2 separate regions of the Mus musculus genome follow, and region 2 is linked to region 1. Evidence: chromatin contacts called from public Hi-C data. All regions are on one chromosome and are shown on one strand. Each heading gives the region's core, a stretch centred on a gene start, on an enhancer-like site or on the middle of the called end of the contact. The rest is flanking DNA. Distances are from core to core; before and after follow the strand shown.

Region 1 (5,675 bases), core at 2,309-4,808:
CCCAAAGCCAAGCTGTTCTCCATTCCAATGAGTTGGCTTTAAGTATACAACGTGGGAGGTTAGCTAAGGACATCCACAAAGAAGCTTGAGACAGGGGAAAGGGGTCAAAGTTGTCATGAGGAGGAACCAGAAAAGGACTATGAGTTAGGTTCTTGGGGTCCAGAGGGGGAAAGGTGAGTTTAGAGCAACAGTACAGGTTGAGTACAAACCCCAAGACCAATAGACTTAACATGTCGATGTGACAAGAGCTCGTAGTTTAGAGAGAGAAGATGCAGTCTGGGAGAGGGATGAAGCCCCTGGCCAGAACTAGTGACTACCCCTTGTACATAGTCCATCCTACAGGGATGGACCACAGTCCATTTTCAAAAGGAATGTATAATATCTCACAATATGCAATTCCGCTCCTCACAGAGCCATTCTATGATTTCAAAGGACAGTTCTAAAGCTGTGCAGACATCACTGCCTAAGTCCCCCCCAACATATTCTGTAAATGTGAACAGTTACTCTGTTTTATCCCAACAGTGGCCCCAGGAAACCACCAGTGTACTCTCTATCGCTAGCTCTGCCTGTTCTATATGTTTTATACAAGTACAGTCATGCAGTACACAGCTGACTTCTTTCTCTTAGCATGTTGTTTCTAAGATTCATTCATGCTGCAGCATCCATCAGAGCGTCATTATTTATTTAGTTACTTATTTATTACTTTGAGGGAAGGTCTCTTCTATGTAGCCCAGGCTAGGTTGGAATTCAATATGTAGCCAAGGATGACTTTAAACTCATACCTCCACTGCCCAAGTCGTAGGATTACAGGCAAGTCCAACCACATCTGGTTTATGTAATGCTGGACAGCTCTGGAAATCTAACACAAGGCTTCAGCATTCTGGGAGAGCTCTTTACCACATTTACTTCTGAATCTTTTACCACATTGACTTTACCACTTCTATCTTTTCTCTGGGTGAGAAGAGAGTCTCAATCCCCCCACACTGTCGCCAGCACTTATTATTATGTCTTTTCTATTCTAGCTATCCTAGTGGCTGTACACTACCTCAGTGTAGTTTTGGGTTGTGTTCCATGGTAGCTAATGATGTTGAGCATCTTTGCATGGCCTTATTGACCACAAGAGTTGGACTTTAGCTTAGAGGCAAACGGAAGGTTTCTGGGATTATTTTAGGTAGGCCATTGATTGAATCTAATTCATTCTAAGGACGTTTCTTTCTCAGTTCCAGGGAGACAGATGAGCTTGCTGCAGTTTGTCCATGTGAGATTGGACAAAAATCTGGATGAAGCAGACAATAATGACCAAAGTGGCAGTGGTGGCATCTCCTAGAGACTGAGGCAGCGGACACAGTATGATCAGGAGAATGTACTGGTCAGTTTTTGTCAAGTTGACACAAGCTAGCATCACTTGGGAAGAAGGAATTGCCTTCATGCCTGTGGGTGTGTCTATGGGGTGGGTAAGTTATAGTTCAGTGTTTGATGTGGGAGGGCCTAGGTCTCTCTATAAGTGGTCCTACTCCTGGACAGGTGGCCTGAAATCAGGCTGAGCAAGACATGAAAGCAAGCCAGTAAGTCGCGTTCCCCAAGGGCCTCTGCCTCAGTTGTGATGGGTTACTCTGGGGTCTCTGCCTCAATTGTGATGGGTTATCCTGGGGTCTCTGCCTCAGTTGTGATGGGTTACCCTGGGGTCTCTGCCTCAATTGTGATGGGTTATCCTGGGGTCTCTGCCTCAGTTGTGATGGGTTACCCTGGGGTCTCTGCTTCAGTTGTGATGGGTTATCCTGGGGTCTCTGCCTCAATTGTGATGGGTTATCCTGGGGTCTCTGCCTCAGTTGTGATGGGTTATCCTGGGGAAGCCTTTCCTCCCTGGGTTTTCTTTGCTTATCACAACAGAAAGCAAACGAGGACAGAGGCCTGGTCAGTGCTGATTTTTGGAAGCTGAGTCCTGGTTTCCACAGTGTCCATGGCTATTTCTAGATTCTTCCTTTAGTATCTGGCTGCCTTAGAGATGGCAACAAATGCAGTCATTCCTGTCACAGGGTCATGTGGTATACCGGGAACCTGAGATGGATCAGGAACAAAATAGGCCAAGAAGCCTGTTCTAATGGAGTGGACATTTGACCAGGGATGAAAAGGTCAATATTATTCCCAGTATCTATAGGTGCTTGCCAGGGACTGGCTGAGCATTTGACAACAATTACTTCACCTAAGCCACAGATGCCCTACCCTCTACAAGCCCACGAGGCTCAGAGTGATGCCTTTTGTACACAGAAGCTGGAGTGGAGGCAACAGAGTAATAAATGCCAGTCAGTCCCACTGATCTATCTAAACAGCCAAGCCCTATATATTAGAGACAAGACTGAGCCTGGGAATGGGAAAGGTTGGGAAAAAGGACTTTAAGGTCAGTATGAGGTGTCTCATCCACAGACCCAGCCCAAACTCACACACCCACTAACAACTTCCCAACCCATACTTCTCTCACTAATAATAATAATAATAATAAACCCAGCTGGTCTTTACAAAATGCTTTGTGTTTGTTCTCTAAGTACTCACTATTTTCTATAAATCCTTGTCAATTGTATTTACAAATTTTATAACTTACAAATATTTACTCATTATTTAATCCTCCTGATACCCCCACATGGTAGACACCTGTACTACAGTCACCAAGGCACAGGTGATCGCAAGGGCGCTTCCTAGCACCACCCTCTCTGCACTTGAGGAAGTCTCGAGGGCCCTCGAGGGCATCATGGCACAGCTCCACCTCCCAACAGTGGCAGCTGGAGCAATGGGAACAGAACTGAGTCAAGCGTCAAAAAGCTGCAGAGATGACTCAGTCAATAAAAGCTCACCATGAAGTCATGAGGACCTAAGTTCAAGTCCAAGAACCGCGGTGAAAGCCAGGCCTGATGGGGGATAGGGTGCGTTTGTAATCCCTGGGAGGGCAGGGGCAGGCAGATCCCTGACACTCCCTAGTTAGCTAAGCCTAGCTCACATATCCATAAGTGACAGACCACGGGGAGTGACACCCAAGGTTGATCTCTGACCTCTAAACTCACCCACACATACAGAGTCCCTCCACTCTACCCCCAAACACCAAACTCAGTTTCTGGACTTAGTCTGCTCCTTAAAGATTGCTCACTGTTGGGCAAGTGTTTCTCTCTCCTCATAGTAAGCAGTAGGCTAAGTGAAGTCCCTCTGTCAGCAGTGGATGAGCCTGGACGGGATCTGAGAGGCTAACGGTAGACAGGGGTCTCAGTATAAGCCGAGCCTTACTACAGTAGACCATCAATGAGACAGGTGGCACCATCATGTTCAAGACAAGACATTGCCAGTGATCAGAAAGGACTGTGGAACTACAATTTCATTTGGGTCTCCCTGAGGCTACCTCAGGCTGACTGAAACTGTTATGACCTTGAAGCCGCCAAGCTCGGAGCATCTTCCGTGAGGAAACTCACTTCTCCCACACACCCAGGAAAGCAGGCATCGGTGTTCTGTCACAGCAGCCGTGAGCAAACTGAAAAGTAGGTCAGGAAGGTGGTGGGTGGCTCTCCACCAGTACACAGCCTCAGGTGCTGGAGGCGTGTGGCTCTGAGCCTGGAGCTGCCGGATTCCATACCCCACACACCCCACAGACACTCAGCCCAAGGTCCTGCTGCCTTCACTTCCATTCCTGCTGGGGGCCCAGTCTGGCACACAGCTTGCAAAGCCAGATATCTCATTGCTGGTTGACTTTCTCTCTTCAAGGAGATGCTTGATAATTTACAACCTGGCACCTTCTGTCTACCAGAAAACTCCAGCAACCATGCCCTCTCCATGACTTCCAGGACCCCAAAGTACAGGCAAACATCAGTAATTATGGGGAAGGATAAAGAGGTCTGGGATACTTTCCACAGAAAGTACCCCATACCTTGACATCACTTCCCAAGATGCTCTAGCATCAAGAACTCCTGTTTATGTCATCTGAGGGACATGTGAATCAATGAGAGATAAGCCATACCTTCAGGAGTATGTGCTAAACAGGATCCAGCGAGGCCTGGTTGTGTAAGGACAGAGGCAGTGGGAATCTGGTTTCTAGAATGTCTCTGTGGCTCCTGTAGTCCCCTGACCTTGACTCCAGTCTCAGCCTCTCAGTAAGTTCATGCCTATATACACCAAAAAGAGTCCTCCTACTTGCCTCCCACTTGTCTGACAAGGCACACCTCAGGGGTCATGTTGGCATGTAGGCCCAGCCCTGGCCTAATTAGGATGCTGCCTCTCATTAGTCTGGAAGAACTCCTGAATCAGTGATGACCTAGGGCAGCGTGCGTCAAGTTGTTTCTTACAAGTGGAAGCGTTGAGCAACATGTACTCCGTGGGAATAGGCTTCCTGGGGTTTGGAAAATTGTAATTTTCATGGGAGGAGCAGGTCAGGGTCACGTAGAGCCTGGCTGTCACTCTGGTTCAGCTGTTGAAAGCTGGATGACTCCTTGGACCCTCAGGCTCTCTGAAGATGAAGATGGAAAAACTCACATAGATCCTAAGCTGCATGAAGGTACCCAGAGTCAGAACAGAGCCCCCTTCGTGCAGCCCTGACAATAAAGCAGCATCAACCTGAAGGCCCCCAAACAGTGGACTCATGCATTTTCTTAATGTACTTCTTCATTGCTGTGATAATAAACACCATGACCAAAAGCAACTTGGAGAAGAAAGGGTTTATTTTATCTTACAACTCTCAAGGAAGTCACAGGGCAGAAACTCAAGGCAGAAAACTGGAGGCAGGAACTGAAGCGGAAGCCACAGAAAGAACACTGCTTACTGGCTTATTCCTCATGGCTTGCTCACTTAGCTTTCTCCTAGGATCACTAGCCCAGGGATGGAACCACCCACAGTGGGCAGGGCCCTCCTACATTAATTATTAATCACGAAAGTGTCCCTAGGGGCTTACCCACAGGCTGATCTAATGGGTGCGTTTTCTCAATTGAGGTTCATCTTCTCAGATGACTCTAGCATGTGTCAAATTGACAAAAAAAAAAAAAAAAAAAGAAAGAAAATTTAAAAACCAACTAGGAGGCATGTAATATCTGATAGAAGTTAGAAAAGACTCTTTCAGAACACAAAGGCCAGCTCAAGCTCACAGAAGATATTGCAAGAACAGCTATCCTGTCCATTCTCAGATGGAGGCCACCGTAATCCTTGTTATAATCCTTGTAGCTAAGAATTACCTTGAAATTACTTACACAAACCTCATTTTGCCTTTAAAAGTTTCCCCATTTCCCTTCAAACACGCCCACACAATGTTCTCCTGGCCATGTCAATTCCAAAATATATCTCACCCCATCTCTTGTTCAACAGCTACCTACAGAGAACAAAGATCTTGAATGCCTTGCTTGCTAATGTCTGAAGTACTTCCTAACACAACATTGGTGTCTCTATCCGATGATAGACAGGTGGATGTTATCCATGAGGAATGGACCAGATAACCCATCTAAACTTTAATCTAGCATTTGGTAGGCTAGAGACCCAGTAGATGTCATCACCTGGCGATGAACTCTTATCTTCTGGGCCCACCATGTCCACTGCTCCATGACCTTTCCCAGATAGACAAGTACTTGGGGCACACCGCCAAAGCATGCGCCATCTTGTTCCAGTTCCCTGAAGGACATGGATGGGCTGAACACAGGAAACATCAAAAGGTA
Region 2 (5,675 bases), core at 1,871-4,370, 120 kb before region 1:
TTAGAACAGCTATTAGGTTACCCTATAAGAGTACTTCCCATGCAGAGCTTATCTGTTTATGGGAACCCCTATAAATCAGTTTAAAGGAACCCCGGGCTTTATTTCTGGAATGTGGTTGCTAGGTAATGACCCACTATCTGTTCAACCCACTGTCCTGCTAGAGAAAAGAAAGATCTCTCATGGGGCACAGGAGAGTCACATGCACAGAAGCAGTGGCCCTTAGAGCCCTCCCTGGCATAAGGAGCCCCTGCACCCCATGTTGTGCGTTCCTACACTTGCTATTTTCATGACAGGCAAGCAACCACTATGTCTACCAGCTCCTGCTTGGCCCTGGATGAACTTGGCTTAGCCTGAGTTTGCAACATTAAGCCAGTCATCTAGCTCCAGTTTCTCCATCTGCCAAGTAGAGATAACCATACTTGACTCACAGGGCGGTTGTGAGAGATAAATGAGATGACTTGTTTTCTTCTCATTAAAGACATCGTCTCAGTATGTCACCCAGACTAGCCTTGAACTCACGATCTTCTCGCCTCAGCCTCCTGAGTGCCAGGATCACCACGCTACCCTAGAGACTTTCTAACCACGCTATATTCTGAAGGCACAGATCATAGATACTTGATAGCTTTGCTGAGAGAAAGAACATGTCCTTAGTGCAGTGGCCTCTGGGAAAGCCAGGAGGAGGCTGGCTGACCTACCATAGAGCTTCTCCCTCATCTTGCCCTGGGAGGTCTGCAGCTTAATCTCTCCCCTGAAGTGGCCAGTCATCTCCCCATGGTGGGTGAGAGGCGTGTAGATAGGATGCTGAGCCTCTGTGGTCTCCAAGCGAAGGGCAATGCAGCCTTCACCTGGGGAAAGGAGAGAGAGCATCAATAGGAACATCTTGGCATTAGACGGATATAGAGCATGCTCAGAGAGATGGCTGTACCACTGGGAGACAGCTCCTTGAAGCAAGTGGCCGGGCAGGGATTGCCAACAAACCCTTTCAATCGATGCCTTAGCAATCTGGGGCAAATGTCTGAAGCCTCATAGGAAAAAGAACTCTATACAGATCAATGCTGAGGGAAAAATTAAATCCTAGAAAAATCCATCTAAGAAATGGTATTAAATGTTAATCTGGTTGCTATAGGGAAAGCTTACTTCCCAAGGTTTGAAACAGTACAAGAAATAAACAAAATCAGATAAACAGGTAAGAGTGTAAGTCAGTCTAAAATCTCTATACAAGGAAAAGTCTGAAAGGAAAAGGAGACAGACTGGAAAGCTGACCTGGCAGCAGGGACGGGCTAATGTTCTGCACCTGGGTCTGAGGAGCTGGCTAGGGACTAACGAGAGACACGGTGGCACAGGCAGACTCAGGCTCAAGCCACAGCTCAGTTGAGGACTATCTGTGTGACCTGGGGGGAGTCACTTGACCTCTATGAGCCTCAGTTTACCTATTTACTCACTGGGGAACAGAACCTGCCTCTTAAGGCTAAGATTAAATTACATGGTACCTGCAGCTCACTCAGCAAGGCTAAGCAGGAGGTTACTGGCTGTGGCACCCAGAAGTGACAAGGAGCAGGGATGGTAACCCACTAGGAAAAGTCCCTCTGGGACAGAGGAAGTGGCAGCATCAGGGCACAATGGGTGGTGGCAGACAGGCTTTCTTGAAAGGCTAAGCCACCATCACCCTCACTTCAGAGGCTGAGGCTAAGGTACGGTGAGGTCCCTGGCCTGGGATGCTTACCATAGGACTCGTCACTGTCAGAGGATTTAATGCTGATCAGGATATGCTGGTCCAGTAAGTACTCGGGGTCAGAGATAATGGGCTTTAGCTGCAGAGGAGACACCAGATTAGAGTCCACAGGTGAGGGCAGGTCAGGACAGGTAAATGGGGGTCAGCAGTCTTGGTGTTTGCATGCATCAGGAGAGCTGGAGAGAGGCTTAGTGGTTAAGAGCACTGGCTGCTCTTCCAGAGGTCCTGCATTCAATTCCCAGCAACCACATGGTGGCTCACAACCATCTGTAATGGAACCTAATACCCTCTTCTGGCATGCAGATGTACATGCAGATAGAGCACTCATTCATAAAATAAATAAATACATAGTAAAACGGAACTGAATATGTTCTTTTAAGCAAACTCAGGTCTTGGCTCTTCATGCCCAAGAGAGCAGGTGGACCCCATTGCTCAGCCAAGTGAGAGATAGTTTTCTTCCCTGCCCCACCCCATTTCCTAAACTGGGTTGAGTTGAGCTTCCAGGTCCCTGGTCCATTGCCTCCATTCTTCCTTCCATTCTTTGCATATCCCAGAGGCCAAGGGAAGGTCTAGCAGCCAGGTCTGAAATGAGACTTGCAGTACCATCCCTCTCCTCATACCCCTCCAAGGTCTATGGCTGCATTAGAGAAGACACCATAGGCCTGCTCCCTGTCTGAGTAAATGTGTCACAAACCTCCAGTTGGGCTTGAAATATTCTGTGGTTTGCTAGAGATGTGGCTTGGTGAGTGACAGACTCCTGGATGTCAGCACTGCCCTCAACTTCCTGCTGCTAAAAAGTGTTCAGGGAAATCAGGGACATAGCTCAATGGTTGGGTGCTTGCTTAGTGCTTGCAGGAGCCTCGATTCAATCTCAAGTGCTGCGAACACTAAGTAGGTAATAACCAAAGGGGAGTAGGCACAGCAGGGCTGAAAACCACTTAGGAATATTGAGGTCATCCATCCATGATGAAAAGCATACCCTAAGTCCCTTGACTACAGTGTCTAAGCTGGTCTCTATGGCTTTGGTCTGGGATGGCTACAGTCTGGATGAACCTGCTGTAGCTGTACTCTGGGCAGACCAGCTACAGCTGTACACTAGCCTACAGAGCTGCAGCTGCACACTAACCTGCACTGCTGCAGCTGCATATTCGCTTGCACTGTTGCAGCTGCCCACTAACCTGCACTGCTGCACACCAACTTGCACTGCTGCAGCTGTCCACCAACCTGCACTGCTGCCCACTAGCCTGCACTACTGCAGCTGCACACTCGCCTGCACTGCTGTAGCTGCACACTCGCCTGCACTGCTGCAGCTGAATACTCACCTGCACTGCTGCAGCTGAATACTCGCCTGCACTGCTGTAGCTGCACACTAGCCTGCAGTGCTGCGTACTAACCTGCACTGCTGCAGCCCTCTGCCCCAGGCACATTTTCTTCCTGGATTACCTTGGGAAGAGTCTCTCCAAACCGTACCACCAGCTCTCCTTCACTTCCCTCTTCATTCTCTCCTTCCTGACTCTTGACAAAACCTGTTAGAGAAGAAGAAGCTGGGTTTGCAGACCACAGAGTGAGAACCAGGCAGAAAAGTCTCCAAGGGGTCGCCTTCCTCGACCACGGAGGACTGTCTTTCCCTTCTCATGTCTCTGAGGCCTCCAAACCAATTAGGAGTCAGGCTTTCTGGGGATTCTGTTTTTGTTTGAAGGATGGTCATTTGCCAACACAGTCTAATTATTTTTAGGAAAAATCAAAGAGATTTCCCCCTCCTTTTTGACTCCTCTTTGCAACATCCCAGGCAACAAAGAAGTCATCACACCGCAGGCAGGAAGACTGGGAAGCATGACAGCTCGTCCCACTTCCCACGACACTCAAGATAGCAGCCTTTTGAAATTCTAATTTAAGCCTCCTAATATGCTGTTTCCATAGAAATCTATGCAAATGTCTCGATAGTTTATTAAAAACACCCGCACAAAGCCCCTCATTCCAGTTGGAACTGTTTTGACCCTGGCTGCTGAGCTGGGGCTTCAGGATGTTGTGGTGAAGGTGGCATAATCCCAGGAAGGTTCGGGATGCATTGAAGGAAGGTGCAAAAAGGTGTGAGGGGGTAGAAGGCTGGTAGCTCTCCTGGGCTCTACAAGCAGACAGTCTGTGCCTCTGTTTGCAAGGTTGGTTCCTATCCTTCCCCATCACTCTTTGAACCATCTCAGGAAGACTTAGAAAGCATATAGTTTTCTTGCATAGGAGTCTCAGACAGTATGTCTGGAGATGTTCTATAGAAAGGATCTTTCATAAGCATGGTGAGTGCTCAACGTTGCCACCTGAAATGGGCTGTCTATCTTTACCTTGCTCCCAGTCACAGTGAGCCCCACAACACAAGAGCCACAATATGGAAAGGGCAAGGGGAGGGCCAGGGCAACAGCAAGCAGGCAGTAGCAGCTATTTAGGCCCTGTTAGATCTTCAGCATTCTGGAGCTTTGCCCAGGGCTTTCACTGAGCAAGAAGAACCCAGCTTGGTGGAAACTCAAACCCAGCTTAATGGAAACTCAAACCCAGCTTGGTGGAAACTCAAATGGATTCTGCCTAGAGAATGTTGATGGACAAGTCAGGGACAGGGGGGACCTAGGGGACAGGGACATGGACACCAGTGGCTGCCTCTATCTCTAGGGCTGAGGCAGTAGAAGAACAAACCACAGGGGTGGGGAAAGGGCCACATAGCCACTGGGTAGCCCCATAGGTACCCCACCTTTGCTGAACCCACTGAGGGGTCCATCCATGGATTCTTATGAGAGAGAGAGAGAGAGAGAGAGAGAGAGAGAGAGAGAGAGAGAGAGAGAGAGAGAGAGAGAAAACGAATGAACTGGGTGAGGGATCAACCAGTTATCAATGGAAAGGTAGTTATGTGAAAGAACCTCCCCAAAGGGTAGTTCACAAGGCACTTACTCTCTAAGCAGCTTGAGTGGAACTCCAAGTAGAACTTAGTCTGGGACTTGGTCTTCAGTGTGGCGTAGCATGCAAGAAACTCGATCTGCCCTTGGCTATCTACAGTGCCAGGACCTGGAGCATGGGAGACTAGGATTTATTTGTATACTGTACCTGAACTGAAGATGGAGGTTCCAGCTTCTTTCTGGGGTTTTCCTCTCTGTGCACCCACTCTGCCAGGCTCCCTCTGAGGGCCCACAGATGGGAAATGTCCAGGTTGGAAGGAGAGATTTGTCTTAAAGGAAAGCTTCCTGACCCAAGCTCAGCATCTCTGTTGATGGCCACAGATTCTCTGGTCTGTCACAAGCTGTTCATGTAGGGTGCAGGTCAGGAAGAATAAAGACAGCAAGGACCCAAGATATGGCTACAATCCCAGCTTTGACAATAATCTGTGTGGCCTCGGGCAACCTCTCAACCTCACTCTAGTCTCCCAACTAATTAATTCTCTTCCTCCCTCCCCCCACCCGTCTGTCTCTTTGTCTCTGTTGTCTGTCTGTCTTTCCCTTCCTACTTCCTCCTTCTCCCTCTGTCCCTCTCTCCTTTTTGCTATATAGAACAGGTGTGTCTAGAATTCACTATGTAGCCAAGGCTGGCCTCAAACTTGGGATCTTCCTGCATCAAGTTCTTAAGCTCCACTGCTAGGGTTAAAGGCATGCACTAATACAACCAAATTTCCCCACAAGTTCTGGCAGAGAGTTAGAGGCTCAACACCCAAATCTGCTGTTTTGAGTCCACAGCTAGGGAGACCTGCTCTTACTTCCTCAGACACAGTTATAACCAGTCTCTACTCTGGAATCTGGGACTTACTGGCCTTCAGCTATCATGGTTATAACTATGCTAATTTACATGACATTTATTTTATTTACACAGCATCTGTTTTTTATCATTGTTTTTGTTTTGTAGGACAGGGTGTTATATGTATCCCAAACTGGCCTCAAACTCTATGTAGTTTAGTCAGACTCAAACTGAA

Evidence for each region. A called contact is a pair of places that touch in the nucleus more often than the background predicts.
Region 2: a Hi-C map of cerebral cortex shows a contact between it and region 1, with 10 read pairs. The contact joins two enhancer-like sites. A contact is called at or near these places in 1 of 15 datasets of contacts at CTCF or cohesin (large pre-B cells), 7 of 484 Hi-C or Micro-C datasets (Sertoli cells, cerebral cortex, cortical neurons and 1 more), 2 of 115 datasets of contacts at active chromatin or transcription factors (embryonic stem cells and neural progenitor cells) and 5 of 9 other capture datasets (adipose tissue, embryonic stem cells, liver and 2 more).

The regions. Positions count from the first base shown.
Region 1 is chr1:87,587,229-87,592,903 of GRCm38.p6, reverse strand. All of the region lies in intron 2 of Neu2 (neuraminidase 2), which reads right to left. Among named protein-coding and RNA genes, the nearest start is that of Neu2, 16 kb to the right of the region's middle. Within about 2 kb of position 3,558, at least 17 of the 459 cell types and tissues checked have an H3K27ac peak or open chromatin away from gene starts, as enhancers often do. A contact at or near this core is called in cerebral cortex, where this site is marked.
Region 2 is chr1:87,707,201-87,712,875 of GRCm38.p6, reverse strand. Inpp5d (inositol polyphosphate-5-phosphatase D) reads right to left here. Exons shown (of 27, transcript NM_010566.3): 20 at 4,667-4,780; 21 at 3,176-3,258; 22 at 1,724-1,811; 23 at 696-845. All of the region lies in intron 3 of Gm33470 (a long non-coding RNA gene), which reads left to right. Among named protein-coding and RNA genes, the nearest start is that of Gm33470, 15 kb to the left of the region's middle. Within about 2 kb of position 3,120, at least 36 of the 459 cell types and tissues checked have an H3K27ac peak or open chromatin away from gene starts, as enhancers often do. A contact at or near this core is called in cerebral cortex, where this site is marked.